Linked DNA regions of Hordeum vulgare: regions 1, 3 and 4 are each linked to region 2. A link is a contact called in public Hi-C data. All regions are on one chromosome and are shown on one strand. The core of a region is the stretch at or near the end of the contact, and the rest is flanking DNA. Distances in the headings are between cores, read along the strand shown. Region 1 holds the start of LOC123441369 (squamosa promoter-binding-like protein 9). Region 2 holds the start of LOC123441390 (gibberellin receptor GID1-like). Region 3 holds the start of LOC123441379 (pentatricopeptide repeat-containing protein At2g30780-like). Region 4 holds the start of LOC123441401 (LEC14B protein-like).

Evidence for each region. Hi-C and Micro-C count contacts between places; a contact is called where the count stands out from the background.
Region 1: a Hi-C map of seedling shows a contact between it and region 2, with 9 times the contacts expected there. The contact joins the promoter of LOC123441369 here to the promoter of LOC123441390 in region 2. A contact is called at or near these places in 1 of 6 Hi-C or Micro-C datasets (seedling) and 1 of 1 datasets of contacts at active chromatin or transcription factors (embryo).
Region 3: a contact with region 2 is called in a Hi-C map of leaf, with 7 times the contacts expected there. The contact joins the promoter of LOC123441379 here to the promoter of LOC123441390 in region 2. A contact is called at or near these places in 4 of 6 Hi-C or Micro-C datasets (leaf and seedling) and 1 of 1 datasets of contacts at active chromatin or transcription factors (embryo).
Region 4: a contact with region 2 is called in a Hi-C map of seedling, with 7 times the contacts expected there. The contact joins the promoter of LOC123441401 here to the promoter of LOC123441390 in region 2. A contact is called at or near these places in 3 of 6 Hi-C or Micro-C datasets (leaf and seedling) and 1 of 1 datasets of contacts at active chromatin or transcription factors (embryo).

What each region holds. Positions count from the first base shown.
Region 1 is chr1H:414,707,801-414,710,560 of MorexV3_pseudomolecules_assembly, reverse strand. It overlaps LOC123441369 (squamosa promoter-binding-like protein 9), which reads left to right and starts at 1,274. Exons shown (of 10, transcript XM_045117839.1): 1 at 1,274-2,218. The coding sequence starts at 1,578.
Region 2 is chr1H:415,084,508-415,087,285 of MorexV3_pseudomolecules_assembly, reverse strand. It overlaps LOC123441390 (gibberellin receptor GID1-like), which reads left to right and starts at 1,354. Exons shown (of 2, transcript XM_045117851.1): 1 at 1,354-1,732; 2 at 2,341-2,778. The coding sequence starts at 1,694.
Region 3 is chr1H:414,780,086-414,783,166 of MorexV3_pseudomolecules_assembly, reverse strand. LOC123441379 (pentatricopeptide repeat-containing protein At2g30780-like) reads right to left here and starts at 1,401. Exons shown (of 2, transcript XM_045117844.1): 1 at 35-1,401; 2 at 1-33. The coding sequence starts at 1,294.
Region 4 is chr1H:415,439,660-415,442,818 of MorexV3_pseudomolecules_assembly, reverse strand. LOC123441401 (LEC14B protein-like) reads right to left here and starts at 1,772. Exons shown (of 12, transcript XM_045117856.1): 1 at 1,544-1,772; 2 at 42-493. The coding sequence starts at 413.

The DNA of each region.
Region 1 (2,760 bases), core at 25-2,524, 380 kb after region 2:
GAGCAAGGTGGCCGGGAAAATGGACGCTGTCCTAGGATTTGTGCACTTGCGGGTGACGGGTGGGGGAAGGGGATAAAAAAGGCGAGACTGTGTCATCGACACGCGGGCAAGGGGAATGAGCACACGGGCGAGGCGCGTGTCCGCTTCGTGTCCACGTCGACGCAAATGCGACTTAAATTTGGGTCGTCGCGTTGGGCCGTGTTTTCTGTGCACCGAGACCGAAACGTAACACGCGAACGAAATGGGTTGCCCGGTTGGAGTTGCTCTAAGTACTTGAGATCGTACATGCGCATGAGTACTACGTTTCGGTGCTCAAACTCATATGGTAAAAAATTCAAAATAAATATTAAAAATAAAAAAAAAATCATTTTTTTTCGAGTGATAGATAATTTGATACGTGAGGTTCGCTCCAATATTTGTATCATTTGAACAAATTAGCAGCTCTCAGCAAAATAAACAAATCGGGTCAAAACAAATACACTTTTTTAATGACCTCGAATTTATCTTTTTTGCCAAGAGCTGTTCAGATGTCCAAATGATTCGAAAATTAAAATAAACTTCACACATCAAATTATCTATAAAAAGTTACATTTTTAAAACTTTAATATTTATTTTAATTTTAGATGAGTTTGGGTTCAGAAATGAATTTTGGCATGAGCACGCCCTAATATTCCGTTCCTGTGCACTTGTCAGCGCTCGGACTAGAAAAACGATGAAGCTTGTGCCTTATCCGTGAATGTAGTAAACACTAATAACACGAAGCCCAATGTCAACTCTCACGTTCCCCTAAAAAAAAAGAAAATGTCAACTCTCACGATAGTTTTTCTTTTTCTTTTTAAAAGGCACTCTCATGATGGTTCTTTCCCTTTTATAAAAGGAAAAAACTCGGGTAACGGGAAAAAAACACTCTCAAAACGGAAGACATTCCAGCGTCCATCCATCCAACAAAAAAGCAGACTGTTTCTCGAAAAAAAAAGGAAGACCGTGTCGACACGATGAGACCATATCGGCACAACCCCTCCCGTCCGCCCGCGTCCCAATCCGATCCCCACCGCCCAGATACCGATCCAATGGCCGGCGGTCGCTGTCGTATCCGCCGTCGCGCGACGGCAGCAACAGGACGGGGGTCAGCGCGTGCGTGTCGACCCCTCCCCGCTCGCTGACACGGTAGGACCCACGCCTCCGTCGCTGTGGCTTGAAGATTCGCCCACTCGCCAAACACCCGCACTGCGCCAGCAGCACCTGCTCTCCGTCACGGCGTCACGCCGTCACCAACCGCACGCGGCACGCCGAACTCGAGGGCCCACGCGCCAGCAGTAGCGCGACTGGCCCCGGCCGCCCTACGCCGCTCACCTACCATTACCAAAGCCTTTCCTTCCTCCTCCCGCGACGAGACGACCAATTCGCCCGCCCTCGTCGCGTCGCCGGCCGCCTTCTCCCCCCTCCCCACCACGCCCGACGCCTCCGCGGAACCGCGAACGAGACCCAGCGTAGCGAGAGCCGATTGGGTCGCGCGCGCGCGCCGGGTTTTTGGGGCTAGGGCTTGGCTCGTGGTCGCGGTTTCCAGTTCCCAGGAAATGGACGCCTCCGACTCCGGCGGGGGCGGCGCGGCGGCCGATGCGGGGGAACCCGTCTGGGACTGGGACAACCTCCTCGACTTCGCCATCCCGGATGACGATTCCCTGCTCCTCCCGTGGGATGACCCACTCGGGATCGAGGGCGATCCCACCACCGAGACGGCGCTGCTCCCTGCCCCGCCTCCGCCGCAGCCAGTGGAGCCGGCGCCTGCGCCACCGTCTCCATCTGTTGAGGCCGGGGCAAGCAGACGCGGCGTCAGAAAGCGCGACCCGCGGCTGGTGTGCCCTAACTACCTCGCGGGGATTGTGCCCTGTGCGTGCCCCGAGTTGGATGAGATGGCGGCCGCCGCGGAGGTCGAGGAGGTTGCCGCGGAGGTGCTTGCCGGTCCGAGGAAGAAGCCCAAGGCCGCCAGCCGGGGTAGCAGCGGGGCGGTAGTCAAAACTGGTGGTGGTGGCAGTGGCAGTGGAGTGGCTGCCCGTGGGGGAGCAGCAGAAATGAGGTGCCAAGTGCCGGGCTGTGAGGCGGATATACGGGAGCTGAAAGGGTACCACAAGCGGCACCGGGTGTGTCTGCGTTGCGCGCACGCGTCTGCCGTCATGCTCGATGGCGTCCAGAAGCGCTACTGCCAGCAGTGCGGCAAGTAAGCTACATTTGCCCCTTGTTAGTTGCTGAATATAAGTTTGTACAAGACCCATTGTTATTATTAGGATACACAATTGAATACTTGAAATGTTTGTACAGTCTTCATCCCCTGACTTAGTTGTAGTTCTTCGATAAGGCAGGTCGTTGGATCACTATTTCCAGCTTCCTTCATTGAATTTGTCGAGTTAAGGACTAGTGCAACCGCTACATTTTTTATTTTTTGAGTAGAGTTCCTCAGGCATATGCTGTCACGGTTGATTTGTCTTGAGTGTTCTTCAAGATTTATGCATTAATTATATTTTGTTTGGCTTAAACTTATCACGAAAGACATGCCGGAGCACAACTTTGTAGCTGTAATGAAGTAATTATGTGAAAAACCACTAGACTACCATGCTAGAGTTTTTTTTTTCTTGTAGTAGGCTATACTAGTGCGGTGACATGCAATATTTGATGTATGAGCCCCTGCAATTCAATTGAAAGCAATCCCGCCAAAAATATTCCGGATATGCTAGTTACATATTGTTTTGTTTGGTCCCAGGA
Region 2 (2,778 bases), core at 105-2,604:
CAGTTTATGCTTGTCATCAAGTGGTTCCAATAGGGAAACCATTTTATACGCACACACACCACGAACTTTATATACTCCTACGTACCACCAGTCCACTTTCCAGGAGTTGTATCCCCCAAAGCAAACTCACCAACGGCAACTGGCAGCCATTGGGTTTAACTAATCCAGCGATTGGCGCATTGACATGGGGGACGACGACCTACATTAGCGCCGGTCGTCAGTCCATGGCTGAACGCGGTTAAGCTGCTGCTGCTACTACTTGTAATCCATGGCGGGTGCGACCATTGGCCGAGCGAAAACGGAGAAGAGGCCGCCACGTACCGGTGGTGACGGACGGTGGACGAGGAACGCCGGCGCCGCTGCCGGCCGGGCCGGCAGGAGGAGTTGAATATTGGACGTGGCGGCCCGCGGCCATGTGAAACGAATACAGGGCAGCACCACAATTTTAATTAGCAGTATAGCGGTGGTGTACCGGGATAGTAGCAGTATAGATGCTTTAGACAGATGAAAAATCAAGATCAGGGAATGGCCGGCCCACACCTTGTGATTGTTGTTTGTCGCGCCATTATTGTTGTATACACTATAAATAAACCCGTTCTCTCAGCAGGAAACCCGGTGGTTAGATTCCTTGTACTTTGGCAAAATGTCAAGACGGTGCTTTCTTCCCCCCGCATCCATCCATCCATCCATCAGGGGGTAACGTAGCGCTCCAGAACGTACATGCTACGCTGACCTTTACGCGTTCGGTCTAATATGAATGTGCGAGCGGAAAACGGAGCCGGAAAACCGTTGAAAAATCCCAAGTAGCCGCGTCAAGGCCGGCAGCGGGGCTAGATCGGGGCCAAGATGCTGCACTTGGGACTTGAAAATCAAGCCGGGAGATGGACAAGGTTGGACAAAATTAAGCCGAGTTTGCTTAATTTTAGCTAACATCTTGTGAGCTTGAAGATGCGGGGAACACAAGATGCACGTAGGGTACGTCCATGAGAGCCGTCCATGATGTGGTGCACCTAACAGTTCGTCCACTTCTTCTCTGCCGCGTCTAAAAGAGAAGTGCCAAAAAACGCAAAATAAAGATGGGACGGAGGAGAAAAAGAAAAGAGGGAGCTCTCAATTCTCAGAGGCAGGCATCCATCCAAGCGCCCCGAGACCGTCCAAAACAATAAACAAAACAAAGAGACCAGGAGAGAGAAGAGAGAGAGAGAGAAGAAAAAATAACCATATTGGCATGGCAGCTTGGCTAGGCAAGTGGGGGTGAGGGCCCCGCACACACAAGTTTTACTTTTTGAGCCGCCCGGTTTTGTCGTCTCCCCCGTCCGCTCCCCTCCCCTCCCCTCCCCCTCCCCACTCCCCCTATTTCCATTGCCCCGCACCCCCCTTGCATCCGTCTCCCTGTGCTTCACGCCACAACTCGCCTCACCAGCGAGCCCTCTCGACCTTTCGAGCCTCCTACTCCCTCGCACCACTGTTGGCTGCCTTCTCCTGGCTCGAGGTGCCCGCTAGGGAGGGGGATTCGGATCGCCGGCGGCTGGGCCCCTGCCGGACTCGGTGGGCGGGATCCTCCTCGCGCTTCTTGGGGGCTCCATGCCGTGAGCCAAGCAGCCAGCCAGCGGCATCCTTCGTTCCCCCGGGGAGATCTTGCTCCTAGCAGCCGAGAGCCGAGAGCAGAGAGCCGACAGGAGGCAGCGCCGACATGGCCGGCAGCGACGAGGTCAACCGAAACGAGTGCAAGGTCCGTCCGTTTCCATCCTCCTCCTCCTCCTCCTTTGTTTGGCGCCTGTTTCGGGGCGCCAGCGGCGCATGTGTGTCCGTCCTTGCGTTTGTGTTTGGGTTCTCGTTTCCGGGCCTTCTTCTTCCGTGTGGGCGCCGCCGCGCGATTCTTGATTTGTGCCCCCGCCCCGCCTCGCCGCTTTACGGTGGGAGGGAAGGGGGATTTCTCTCTCGCTCCGTCGCTGCCTTTGTTTCCCCTTTGGGCTCGATCCCAATTTTATTCCCCTCTCGCCTGCCTCCGTTGTTTTAGGCGGGGGCCGATACTAATACAGCTACCCAACAAGCAACAAATCATTCATCCGCATCCATCCATCCCTCCATCCGTGTGCGCGCGCGCCTTTGCCGCAGAGCGCCCGCGCAAAGCTTGCATCTTTTCTAGCAAGACGCGGCCGAAACATGGCGCCTCGCATTGCGCTCCTGTCCGAGCGCAAAACAGCTCCTCGTTTCGTTTGGTTTGGTTTTTGGTTTGGGTTTGGTTTCGTTGCGAGGTGTGTGTGATTGTGTTTTCCATTTGCTGGTGTGGTGGTCTCACTCTCACACTGTTGCTGCTGGGTCTGTCGTGCTGTGCAGACGGTTGTGCCGCTCCACACATGGGTGCTCATCTCCAACTTCAAGGTGTCGTACCACATGCTCCGCCGCCCAGACGGCACCTTCGAGCGCGACCTCGCCGAGTACATGGACCGCCGGGTGCCCGCCAACCCCAAGCCGGTGGAGGGCGTCTCCTCCTTCGACCACGTCATCGACCACTCCGTCGGCCTCGAGGCGCGCATCTACCGCGCCGTCGCCGGCAACGCCGCGGCCGCAGAGGGCGCCGCCGCGCTCACCCTGCCCATCCTCGAGTTCCTGAGCGGGGCGCCGTCCCCGGACCCGCTGCCGGTGATCATATTCTTCCACGGCGGCAGCTTCGCCCACTCGGCGTCCAGCACCACCATCTACGACAACCTCTGCCGCCAGTTGGTGAAGCTGAGCAAGGGCGTGGTGGTGTCCGTGAACTACCGGCGCGCCCCG
Region 3 (3,081 bases), core at 152-2,651, 300 kb after region 2:
GGTATAAACTCCGGCACAGTTTCCATCCAGCCCCTTCAGCCTGCCGGACGAAGTGTGCGAGTCTGTCCACAGCGTCACACTGGAAATAGTTGGTTATGATGGACCGCATCACCTGTGTTGTGGTGACTGTGGTATTGTGTTCCAATGCTTCAGCGATCCTTCTTTCCATCCCCTCGACCAAACCCTCCACTGCATACACCCTAATTAACAACACATTGAGCCAGGGCCTATAATCCTCAGGACGCAACTTCAGAAGCAGCTCCTCGATCTTTTGAATCCTATCTACATGTGCAAACTTGCAATAAGCACATAGCATTGCACGTATATGCACCATATCAACCTCGCCAGCATGCTCACGAGCACGCTCATAAGCCAGCTCCATCTTATAAATCTTCCCAGCATGTGCGTAACCTCTTAACATCAACAAATGCGTAGTGGTGTCTGGACCAACTCCACCTGCAATCATTTCATGGAACACTGCTTCCATTTTGTCCCACATCCATGCCGTGAGATAGCCAGCGATGATTGCGTTATAGGTGCCAATTGTACGGGGCTGTCCGGAGACATCCAGCGACTGGAGAGTGGCCTCCATGTGGTCGACCAGGAGGGAGCGACCGAAGAGAGCGATGAGGATGTTGTAGGAGTCCGCATTGGGCGGGCCACACCGTGGATCACGCTGCAGGGCGTGGAAGGCCTCGACGCAGCAATTCACAAGGCCACTGTGCATGTAGGCGGACATGAGGGCATTGTAGAGTGCCTGGTCGGGGCAGTAGGCGCTGGAGGCATCGGTGAAGATGTTGGCCGCGGCGGTGGGGTCGCGGGCGCGGCTGGCAAGCGAGATGGCGACGACAAACTCGGGGAGCGTGGGCGGCGGCGAAAGCGTGCGGCGAAACGAAAAGACCGCGAGGCCGACATGGGGCTTGAGGCGGAGGAGGGGAAGGAGCTCGAGGGAGGCGAGCGGCGAGACCGCGAGGAGGGTGGGGAATGAGTGGGCGTGGAGGGCGGGCAGGGGGTCGGGATCCGCCTCCGGCAGAGCCAGAAGAGAGGCGGCGAGGGAGGAAACGGCCGCGCGGAGGTGGGAAGCCGTGAAAGGCGGGAAGGGCGTGGAGCTGGGGGGACACCACTGCGGCCAGGGCGCGGGATGAAACGGCGGCGGGGACGGGGACGACGGGATGGAGGTGGAGGGGATCGCGTCCGGGGGAATGGGCACGGATGTGTAGGGGAGATGGACCGAACGGTGGAGGTGGCGGCGGCGAAGCAACGGGAGGAAGTGCCGAGCGGGGTGGCGGGACATGGGAGGATGAGGAGGGGTTCGGCGGCGGCGGCGGCGGCGGCGGCGCGGTGGGTTTTAGGGATCGGTATATTGGGGAAGGAAGAAGAGGGGCAAAGGCGGCCAGCTCGCCGTAGCGTTTTTGCATCACCTGACCTGTCTCGCGTTGGACTGGACCAAGCTGACAACTTGGAGAAGGCTTGGCCCGGCCTGGTGCCCTGGTTAACGAAAGCCTCCTGAGGCCTGCAAAACACAGTACGTTTGACGGGCCTGAATGGCCTGGGAGCCCTTAATCGGCGCTGCAGGCGCCCGATAAAGAACTGGTGCCCGCAGTACCTCAGATTTAGGCCGGCCCAGTGGAGCGACGCGCCCCCCACTCCTAACGCTCCCCGCTCCGTGTGGTCGCCGTTTGAACGGTTGACTTTGGAAAACCAGAAAAAAAACATAAAAAATCGAAAAAAATTCTAAAATGGTTCACGAATTTTAAAATAGCTCATTCAAATTTTAGAAAAGTTCATCGAATTTTAAAAAAATCGCTGAATTTAAAAAAAGTTTATCAATTTTGGAAAAAAACACGATTTTGAAAAACATTGAACGAATTTTGAAAAAAGTTTATCAATTTTGAAAAAAGTTCATTGATTTTGGAAAAAAGGCCATCATATTTGAAACGAGTTCATCAAATTTGAAAAAAAAACTCACAGGTTTTGAAAAATAGTTCATCGAATTTAAAAGGAGTTCATCAAATTTAAAAAAAAAAGTTGAGGATGAGGATTTTGAAGATTTGTTCTTTTTTCGAGTCATCAGAACTTTCATCCTTGTATTTCTTTTTATTTGATTCTTTCATCCAACGAGGACAGTCAGCTATGTAGTGATCAGATTTCTTACATTTGTGACAGGTTCTTTTCTTGTAGTCCTCATATGAAGATTTTGATTTCCTCATATCTTTTATTGAAGATTTACCAAATTGGCCACGCTTTGTAAACTTCTGAAATTTCCTCACGAGCATTGCAAACTCCTGTCCAAGTTCTTCAGGGTCACCAATGCTGCAATCCGAGTCTTCTTCTTCAAATGAGGAAATTGTTTTAGCCTTCAATGCACGAGGTCTTGAGTAGCTTGGTCCATACAGATCTCTCTTTTCTTCGTGTTGGAATTCATGGGTATTGAGTCTTTCAAGTATATCAGCAGGATCAAGCATCTTATAGTCTCCTCTTTCTTGAATCATGAGAACCAGTGTATCAAATGATGGATCAAGAGATCTTAGCAGTTTCTTCACAACTTCATGGTGAGTGATGTCTCGAACTCCCAGTGCTTGCAGTTCATTTGAAATGTCAGTGAGGCGATCAAAGGTATCTTGGCAGCTTTCATTGTTAAGCATCTTGAAGCAGTTGAAGAGATTGCAAAGAACATCAACACGAGAGCCGCGCTGGGTTGAGATTCATTCATTGACTTTGGATAGCCTATACCAGATAAGCTTAGTTGTGCCCAAAGCACTCACTGTGCCATACTGACCTTTGCTCAGATGGCCACATATGATATTCTTCGCTTGTGAGTCAAGTTGCTTGAATTTCTTCACATCAGTGGCAGACATAGTAGCAGTGATGGAGGGAATACCATGTTCTACAATGTACCACAGATCATTGTCAATAGCCTGAAGATGCATCTGCATCTTGGTCTTCCAATAGGGAAAGTCCTTTCCTTCGAAGGTAGGACATCCTGCAGTAACCTTGATCATACCTGCGGTCTACATAACTAAAACTCCAGGTGGTTAAACCAAAATCACACAGAACAAGGGAGGTAAAAACTTAGTCACT
Region 4 (3,159 bases), core at 523-3,022, 360 kb before region 2:
GCCTAGCAAAAAAAATACTATTGCATTAGAGCATAACATACCTGAAAACCAGCAACAAAAAGAGAACCATCGGCAGAAAAATGTGAAACATAAGCTCGTGAATCCATCCTGTCCACTGTTTCAGGACCATCCACTGGAAGATAATGACCAAGAACGAATGCACGATCAACCGGAGAAAACTTTCCATTTCCTGAAGAGTTAACTTCCCTTCCACGTAACAACCTAGTTACTGAGACTCTATCCATGGACTTGCGGATGCTTTCACTAGGTCCTGATCTTAGTCGAGTCATGTGGAAAATATCATTATTTAATTTTGAGAAGTCATTATTCACTTCGACTGAACTAGATCCATCACTATTCTGCCCTTCATGTTCACTGTATCCCTCATGCAGCCTACTCATGCCATAACCCATCGTTTTCAACTGCTATATGTATATCAATTCTCCTTCCAAATGCTCATCGAAATGTAGACTCCAAAGCTTGTTTCTGGAGACTGAAGAAGTTCCCAAAAAAAAGAATTATGAGAATGAGTGAGTAGGTAAAATCATACACTGCATAAGAGTTATATGCTTGACAAGAGCAAGATATGTTTACCATGATTATTCAATGTGCTACAAGTAACTGAATATACAAACCCCAACTAACACCAACCCAAAGAACATGTGCTCGCTCCCTACAATAGTTTAATTATCCCCTTTTAAGAAAGGAGGTACTTAATTGTCCAACAAATCGAATTAAATTTACAAAGAACTCAGCTCAGCATTACACAACTTGGAAGGCTCAGTTTAGCAATGTCCTATGAAGGAGATATTCAGAGCTGAAAGTTGTAGCCAAAGCAACTGAGCATGATACCACGGGTTTTATCACATAATGTATTCTGCACGTACATGTTCTCTGCTTGGTAAAAGTTATCACACAGGGACCAAGAACAGACAATGAATCTTGCATTGCCTCCATAGTGCTCCCTCCGTTCACAAATATAAGATGTTTTGGATATTTCAATATTGAGTTATGGACTACTTATGGACTGAAATGAGTGATAAAACATGTCTATATACATCCGATTCACAAAAAAGTTAGAACATCTTATATTTGTCAACGGAGGGAGTATTTCCCTTATTTCAGGCAGCTCTCAGCTACTCCTACCAATTTCGATAGTGCAAAATCAGCAAACTTCAACATAAACTCAAGCACTCTAAGCTACAAAAAAGGGTAAAAGGAAATTGTTGAAGCCGTCAGACCAAAATACTAAGGGAAAAAAACTGCACGTTTCTTCAGCTAAGCATACAACAGATTAAGGAGAAGAACGTGACACGCCACAACAAGTACATCAACAGGCGGCAGCGAGATGCTGCGGTCAGCGATGACTACGCCGGCAACATCGCACAAACACTGGCGGCGGCTTAGCATAGCAGGAGCTGCGGGTGCTAACCTACTACCTATCCTCGTCTCGCGCTTCTCCCGTAGCGCTACCACATCTCATAATTCCTAAGCCCAGTCACTCAGACAGAAACAACAAAGGAACTCGATGGACGGGGCTAACCGAGCAGGGACGGAGAGGGACTGGTTTGATCGGGAGGAGGGAGGACGAGCAGGTGGCCGCAGAAATGAATCGAACCGGAGCGGCGGAATCGAGCTCGCGGCGATTCTCCCGTCGTCGCTCACTGGACGCTTGAGAGTTGGGGGCTGCTTCTCTCCGCCGTGCTCTGCGGCGAGGAGATTTTTGCCACCCGTTTTCTCGAGTCGGTCCCACTAGCTGACAACCACCGCTTGCCAACCGCCGACCCATTTACAAGAACGGGCCGGTCGGTGGCCGTATGACTCCGGCTGCGTTGCTCGCCCGTGCGTTGCAACAGAAGAGAAAATAACATACGCTCTGAACGCAATATATTTTCATATGACATTATATTTGTGTTGCCGATGATGGCTTTAGTGCTCACACAATAAAAACGCGTTTGAATATACAGTCACTCGGAATAAGATGAGAAATATGTTGTTTCTCCCCACGAGGTTTTCTAAAGGTGTGCATGTGTTGTTAACATGTTTTCTTTCCTCTCAATTTGGTTTAATTTAATGGATGTTTATTGCAATTCGTATCGTCGTTGAAAAGAGAGAGAAAAAAAGACCGTGCACCACAGATTAAGTTTGCAGCAAAAATAATATTTAAGAAGTATTCAACAGCTAAAAATAACATCCTATTTAGATTCTACATATTTTTTAATCAAATTTCATATATAACATGTTAAAATCGGAGTTACGGTTTAAAAGATATGGACAATTTTATTTTAGATAAAATGTGGATTTATTAACTGAAAAGTTAGGGTTTTTTGTTAAAATACGGAGGGCGGGGTGATTACCTAAAATATCAGGGGTTTTCGGACAAATGAAAGAAAGATGATTCGTTTTCTGACTTAAATCCGGACTGCGGGTTGATTACCTGAAACATCAGGGGGGTTTCTAAAAAATGCAAAAAACGATTCGTTTTTTGACTTAAAACGTACTACGGGTTGAATACCGGAAAAGCAAGGGGTGTTTTTACAAAAAAGCCGACGACGTACGACAGAAGCGCTGCGCGCTTTATTATTAAGGGAGAATCAGCCTAGCCTTGATCAATTCTCTACCTAATATTTGTCACTAATCGGCCTTAGCTAGATCGATTATTATTAATCAGCCTAGTTGTGACCAATTCTCTACTTAATAATAAAACAGATACTACTTATGGATGTACGTTATGGTGTTTTTATAAAAATGTCCCTGTCTTTTCAAATAATTAACATGCAATTCTTCTATAACTCGGGGCGAACTTTTTTTATATTTTACGCAAAACCCCCTAATATATGTGTTAATCATCCCGCATCTATTAAGAATTAATATATATTTAAATAAACATATTTCTTAAACTGTAACTCTAATTTTAACATGTTATATATGAAATTTGATTAGAAAAATGTGTAGAATTTGAATATGGCGTTATTTTACATGTTCATTATTTTTAAAATGCAATCTAGGATGCAACTTAATAGATGATACGCGGTTCGTCTTTATTTCGTACCGGTGTTGGTTGGCAAGGAGCGAGCGAATGGAAAAAATATAGTCCTTGGTCTTGCTATATTTGTATGAGATTCTCTCTTTATACATGTGGCGCCATCTAGGACCGTA